Regions from separate parts of the Mus musculus genome. Here region 1 is linked to region 2. A link is a contact called in public promoter capture Hi-C data. All regions are on one chromosome and are shown on one strand. Each heading gives the region's core, a stretch centred on a gene start, on an enhancer-like site or on the middle of the called end of the contact. The rest is flanking DNA. Distances are from core to core; before and after follow the strand shown. Region 1 holds the start of Dcaf10 (DDB1 and CUL4 associated factor 10). Region 2 holds the start of Melk (maternal embryonic leucine zipper kinase).

Region 1 (3,509 bases), core at 32-2,531, 1.0 Mb before region 2:
TTTATAATGTTTTAATATATATGTAGTCTTGATATATTGTGATAAGAATGTTATTATGTCATCTTACCGTGGAGCCACAAGCAGTATTTTAAACTTGTTGTTAAACTTGTGCACTCACAAGACAGAGTACTACTAAATTTCCCTGGGGTAGTCTGAAAATTCCCTATGGCTTGAAGTAAACCAAGAGCAATCATCTTAGCAGTCTAAGCATGCAGTCTATCCCACAAAATGGCCCAAACCCTGAGAAGCGGATTTCTGCAGTCTTAGTGTCTTTCTAAAGCCTTCATTTGTCTCCTTCGTGGCAGGATCTGGCACACGGTCCAAAGAGTCTGCAAGTTTTCTACCTTTCACATAAATTCAGATCAGAACAAAGCCAACTGAGGATCACAGGAAAACGACGAGCATTTCTTTAAAGCCTATTTGTTTTGGTGTACCAGAACGCCCTAGTTGTGTACTGGCTCCGACTGACCTGAAGCGACGGCTTAAAAGTAGTTCTCTTTCCCCGAGCCTCCAGGACCCCGAAGGGAAGCACTGGGCCTGCCTATCCCAACAGGCCAGGCCAGGGCTCATAGGTGACAAAGTACCGGGGGGCACGAAGGCCAGCGGCTGCGGCCAGCCTGAGCGGAGGGAGCCCGCTGGGGTGTAGGAGCTTACCCGTCCGGAGAGTACTCGAGGTTGAAGACAGCACCGTGGGTGCGGGTGCTGAGGTACACCGAGTCTGCGGGATGGATGGACCCATACAGGTTAGTCATCGTGCGGAAATTGTCCCGAGCCGGGTCCACGAACAGCCCGCGACCGAGGCTTCGCTCTCTCAGCCACCCGAACAGTCTGGCCCCGGGGCCGCCCAGGCCTGCGCCGAGGCCCTGCCGGCTCCGCCCGCCCGCCCTCCAGTCCGGCCTCGAGCGTCTGCGCGGCGAGGAGGAGGGTGACAGCTTTGCCTGCGACGCCGACGCGGTGGCGGCGGACAACTCCAGAGCTCCGGGAGCCGCGAACTCTCCGGCGCGCTCGGCTGGGGACACCGCGGGGCCGCCCGGGAGGCGAGGGCTCCCGGCGACCGGCGGGGGAGAGGCCGCGTCAGCTCCTCGCTGCGGAGACGCCGGTCGCGGAGCTGGAGAGGGCGGTCTGGAAGCTGCCGCCGGCCCTCCGAGAGGCGGCGGCTCCTCGGCTCCAGCCGTCTCGTCCCCGCCCGGGCTGTGGGGCCCGAAGGGAAACATGACCAACGCCCCCGCCCCCTATTCCGGGCCGCTGTCCCGCCGCCCGACAACTCAGCGCTCCCGCTCCAGCCGCCACTTCCGGGTGTCGCGCCCTAAAGCCGCCGGCTGGGAAACCCGCGCCGCCGCTAGGCTGCCCTCTGCCGGGGACGTAAAAGCAGGGACACCACCGCCGGGTGCGCCACAACCTAGGAGGACTGTGAAGTCAGGATCCACGAGCCCTGTGTGTGCAATGTAGGGCACACAGAACCCGACTACAACCAGCAGAGAGTCGGCCCTCAGCTGTCAGGGAGCACTGGCTGGCTGTGTGCCGGACCAGTCCTACCAGACTGGGTCGGATTATCTACTGTTGTCCTTACACTGAAATGGAGCAGCAAGAGGGGCTGGGGGAGGGGACGGTGATTACTGTATTATATGTAGGTCACACAGTAAAGCTCTTGGCACACTGCCTACTTACTCAGCCTAGAACTCTATAAAGATTCAAGAGCAGTCGAATTTAAAAAGCATTGGACTGTACAGGGCCTAGACTAAAGGAATCTATTGATGTCATACATATCTGCCCAAATCTTGGTTGCTGCACAGTAAGGGAAATCTTTATCAGGGTTAGAGCCTTCTTCTCTTCCCCGCAAAAAGAACATACGTGCAGCTAGGAGTAAATGAGGGGAGCTAGAGATCAATCAATTCAAATCCACAAAGCCAGAGCCCACTGTCCGTCATACTCATACTACATCTGCCAAGCACTGCCCGGGCCTTGACGATATTCCCCTGTCTCCGCCCCTGCTGCCCCTGATGATATTCCCCTGTCTCCGCTCCTGCTGCCCCTGACGATATTCCTCTCTGCTCCAGCTGCTGAGTACCTCTTTTCAGGGAACTCATTAACAGGGAATAGAGGTTTCCAGTGCAGGGAAGTTTAGTCCTCAAAAAGGATAGCCCGAGGTAAAAGGAAAGGCAGATAGATAACAAACAAAACAAAATAAACCCCAACCAATTCTGTAGGTCTGTAGCGTTGTAGGGAGTTTACGTTTTAGTGACTGTGATATAAACCTGGAGGATGTGCCAACCCGTGAAGACAGACCTGGAAGATGTCTGCAGAAAGGGACTTAGATATTCAATGGTTGAACTTTAGACAGAAAATCAAGAAATCATCATTCGGTCTGAATTGGCTCCACATAATCAGATTTCACAGTGCAGGGCATTCCCCATGAAAAGCATACTAAGGTCCCAAAGGCATTGAAGAGCTGTTCACTGGGCTGAGGATGTGGTTCAGCGGTGGAACGTTTATCTAACGTGTGTGAAGCCCTAACTTCAACCCCTAGTACCGTAGAAAAGAAGAAGAAAAAACTAACCATGTTCACTGACAATTTAGAGAATCTAAGGAAAGAAAATTGGAATAAACAAGAGTTTATAAGTTTACATGTTCTCTGTTCATGTCATAATGACTCTCAAAAAGTTAAATTGTGAATAAGCTCAAGGCAATGGTGGTTATAGCACAGAATAAGTAAGTTAGTAATATGTGGTTTTAAAAATGCTTGTATTTAATATGTGAATATTCATTTATTCCAGATATTTTTACTGAAACCTAAAATAAGAGCATATTACATTAAAACTATGACCCTAGGGCTGGAGAGATGGCTCAGAGGTTAAGAGCACTGACTGCTCTTCCAGAGGACCAGGGTTCAATTCCCAACAACCACACGGTGGCTTCACAACCATCTATAATGGGATCTGATGCTCTCTTGTGGTGTGTGTCTGAAGACAGCGACAGTGTACTTGTATAAATAAAAATCAAACTTAAAAAAAAAAAAGACCATGATTCTATAATATCAGTAAAAATAAAACCTGAGAGAGCACTAAAAATCGCACTCAAATTCAGCTGTGCCTCTTCCTGTTGGCATGCTGCCTTTAGGGGCCAGAGAGATGGCTTAGCGGCTAAGAGCACTGACAGAGGACCTTTGAGAGTTTGTACACAGCAGGCGGTGGTGGCGCACGCCTTTAATCCCAGCACTTGGGAGGCAGAGGCAGGCAGATTTCTGAGTTTGAAGCCAGCCTGGTCTACAGAGTGAGTTCCAGGACAGCCAGGGCTGTACAGAGAAACCCTGTCTCAAAACTAACAAACAAAAAAAGACAAAGAGAGTTTATACACAACCACGTTAATAAGGAATTAACTTCAAGTCAATCTACATTGACCCATTTATATATACTAATACCATTTAGAAAGCTTAAGAATTTTCAACTTTAGTAACCAAAATTAAGTCACATTTAAAACATCATTGGAAGTCTTTGGCCTTATGGCCTTTT
Region 2 (3,772 bases), core at 298-2,797:
AATACAGAAAGCAAAAATATGATATCTCAGAACTCCTCTAGTTGGTGAAGAAATGGGGTATATGCAATAGAGACACTTTTCTGAAAAAAATAAGAAATTAGCTAGATATTGGGAAATTTGTGATTCTATTAGATAACTGTGGTACATGCCTTTATACCAGCACTCAGGAACAGAGGCAGGTAGGTGCATCTCTGTGAGTTAGAGGCCAGCTTGGACTATACAGTGAGTCCTCATAAAAGGCAAACTGAGGGTATTTTGCTACCAGTATGGTGTTATTTGAGCCATGCTATCACTTACTACAAAACACATTAACTTGCCTCTCGTGCTCATTGACACTGATCTGGTCATTTCAGATGAGAGTGCAGAATGGCTTACAACCTGGCCTTAGAATACAGTTGAGTGGCGGCACCCTTCTGCTCCTTTGCGGAGATTTCTGAGAGCAGCAATAGAGGCATTCATTCCCAAAAGCATTTAGGGACTAACCTGTCCATCTAGTTGGTTCATAATAGATAAAAGGGACAGAGCCACTGTTTCCACGAAGGTGTTTAAGAAGAAACAGAAGCCAAAACATGAACAAAAGTTGGGACTAAATTCTCTAGCCAACGTTTCAGACCCCTCTGAAACCCTCTCTTCCTCCTCCTCCATTAACCACAGAAATCTACCTAAGGTGAGACTAGAACACTCACTACCTCACCTTAGTGTGAGCTCCTGCCTTGGGATGAGAAGCAGGGAACTGCTCCCCTCCACACCCTTCTTGGCAGGAGCCACCTGGCTCCTCCATTTACTGCTATAGCCTCTGGGCGTCCTTACAATACGAGTCTCGGGCCACTTGCTTTAGAGGTGCAAGGTGAGGAAGGATTTGGGCTCTACAAAGGGGTTACACACATTTCTCTTTTAACTGGAATACCCCAGAAAACTGAGTTGAAAAGTGTAAGTGCCTCAAAGCCCATCTCTGAATCGCTTTTGCAGACAGTCAAAAGCACTGAAACAGAACTGGAAATTCCCATTATGGGAGCCTCCGGGGCGTCAAATGCTCTGTCAAACTTTATCAATTACCCGCTGAGCGGGGAATGGGGAGTGGGGAGCGCTCACGCCTGTATCTCCTGCGCTCAGGAAGGTAAGGCAGGAGGATCCAGAATTCAAGGACCACTTTGGCTACAAAGTGAGTTCGAGACCAGTGAGTTCAAGACGCAAGATACATCTCAGAACCCGAGACAAAAAAAAAAAAAAAAAAAAAAAAAAACTACCATCCACCATCTGTGAAAGCCAGGGTCGAAAAACCTAGACGTTCTCACAGAGAACAGTGCTGATGGGTGGAACCCCAGGGAAACTCCGTCTCCCGGCCACGCCCCACGAGGCCCAGAGTGCGGCCCGAGGACGGAAGAACTGACCTGAAGGGCAGCGGGCCCAGCAAGGACCGAACAGGACCGAACAGGACAGAAGGTGAAGCAGCCGGCTGCAGAGTCTAGCAAAGCCGGAACAAGTCGGTGGGAATTTCTGCAGGATTCAAGTTCCAGCAGCTTCCGCCCGCCAAAGGAATCAAACCTCGCGGGCCGGAAGAGGCGGGGCCCAAGGGAGCCCAGTCCCAGGGAGGTGGGGCGGGGCCGGGAGAAAACTGGGCGGAGCGATGGTGGGGCGGGGCGAGATAGGCTCAAACTTTTGATGGGATACTAAATGTGTAGGATGTCAAATGCTCAGGATCGGTGATGGTGAAGACTTTAAGATACTGACTTAAGCCTCAGTACATGGGAACGCCAGGGCCAAGAAGTGCGAGTGGGAGGGTAGGGGAGTTGTGGGGGGGGGAGGGTATGGGGACTTTTGGGATAGCATTGGAAATGTAAATGAAGAAAATACCTAATTTAAAAAAAAAAAAAAGATACTGACTGAAGACTTAAGGCCTTGCCTCCTTCTTTCTTTTTTTTTAAGAATATTTTTATTTTTTTAAAAATACCATTATTCTTCGACACTTTCATACACGTATACAATGTATGTTGATCATATCCACTTTATTCTCCCTTCTTGCTCCCCACACCACCCAAAACCCTCTCTCATCTTCACTTCCTTTTTTTTTTTTAATAGTTTGCCTTTACTAACTGCAGTGTGCATATCTCATAGGGACAAGGAAATTTTTTCCAGAAGACATTGACTTGCTAAGTTTTCATATTTTAATCCCAGCACTTTGGAGGCAGAGGCAGGCAGATTTCTGAGTTCGAGGCCAGCCTAGTCTACAGAGTGAGTTCCAGGACAGCCAGGACTACACAGAGAAACCCTGTCTCGAAAAACAAAAACAAAACAAAAAAAAAAAGTTTTCATATAATTAAGTTTTTTATGTTCTTAATTTTTCATTACATTCATTTATTCGAGTGCGTGCTTGTGGGAAGGGGGGCACGTGTCACTTCACACCTGTGGCAGTTAGAGGACAACTTTCAAGAGTTGGTTCTCTCTTGCCACCTAATGGGTCTAACTAATCAAGTCAAGCTGTCAACTTGGTACCAATTGCCATTACCCATTGACCCCTCTTTCCCCTGATCTTTTTCCCCCTTCTGGTTCATGGGAGGGCTCTCCCTGGCCTTGGCTATTCTAAGCAAGAGCTCTAACATTGTGCCACTTTTCCCTGTGCATCTCATAATTCTTACTAAAATCTGTTGCTATAAGTTATAAAACCTTAGGAACTAAATTAACTACCCATCAAGATGCTAGCAATGTGGCTCATGGGTAAAGATACTTGCCACCAGCCCTGAAAACCTAAATTCAATCCCCAGAAATCTGACTTCCTCATTTACCCCTCCCTGCAAACAAATACAGAAATGATTTTTGGAAAAAAAGAAAAAGAAAAAAGAAAGAAAGAAAAATTCAATGCGCCATAAACACCCAGTATGCCAATAGAAGTATTTTTCATCATAGCATCCCTATTATACCTAGTCATGAGCTTGGTCATTATAAAACTTACATAGGTTGCATGAGTTAAATTGTAGTGACAGCCCAAACCAGAAAAATATTAGAGCCGGGCGTGGTGGCACACACCTTTAATCCCATCGCTCAGGAGGCAGAGGCAGGCTGATTTCTGAGTTCGAGGCCGGCCTGGTCTACAAAGTGAGTTCCAGGACAGCCAGGGCTACACAGAGAAACCCTGTCTCGAAAAAAAACAAACAAACAAAAAGAAACCCTGTCTCAAAAAATATATATATTAGGAGTTACAACCATGGGGAAGAAAAAAATAAAGATGCATATGTATTTGCATCTTTATAATTATTTGACACTCAGCAGTTAATTCACATCTTCATGGACTGTCTGGTTTTGAAAGTAGCTACCAAAGAGACAGAGGGTACCAATGTACAGAGCTTTTTAGTGAGCCCTCCCCACAGATAATCATAAAGCAGAATACAACATGGGGCGTGCCCTAGTGCAATTTTGTTGAACCTGTATCAATGGACACATTTAGAGTCCCAATCTCTTTCATGAAGCCTGTCCAAGGGCAGGCTTTTAGAAACCTATTTCATAGATGAGCTTGTGTTTGCTAATGGTTCCATCACCATTTATTGATGACATACTGCCCCTTCTCACACACTTCTACAAAGGAACTATTTCACTGGCTCCCAGTTTTGATTAGTATTGTTGTCAACTTGACACAAACTAGAGGTATCTGGGAAGAGGGAACTTCAACTGAGAAAATGCCTCCTGAGCTGGAGAGATGGCTCAGTGGTTAAGAGCACTATCTGCTCTTCCAGAGGTCCTGAGTTCAAATCCCAGCAACCATATGGTGGCTCACAAC

The links. Promoter capture Hi-C pulls out the DNA fragments that hold promoters and counts their contacts.
Region 1: a contact with region 2 is called in a promoter capture Hi-C map of embryonic stem cells, with 2.4 times the contacts expected there. The contact joins the promoter of Dcaf10 here to the promoter of Melk in region 2. A contact is called at or near these places in 1 of 39 promoter capture datasets (embryonic stem cells) and 1 of 115 datasets of contacts at active chromatin or transcription factors (large pre-B cells).

Annotation. Positions count from the first base shown.
Region 1 is chr4:45,339,873-45,343,381 of GRCm38.p6, reverse strand. Dcaf10 (DDB1 and CUL4 associated factor 10) reads right to left here and starts at 1,281. Exons shown (of 7, transcript NM_153167.2): 1 at 655-1,281. The coding sequence starts at 1,214.
Region 2 is chr4:44,298,692-44,302,463 of GRCm38.p6, reverse strand. Melk (maternal embryonic leucine zipper kinase) reads right to left here and starts at 1,547. Exons shown (of 18, transcript NM_010790.2): 1 at 1,392-1,547.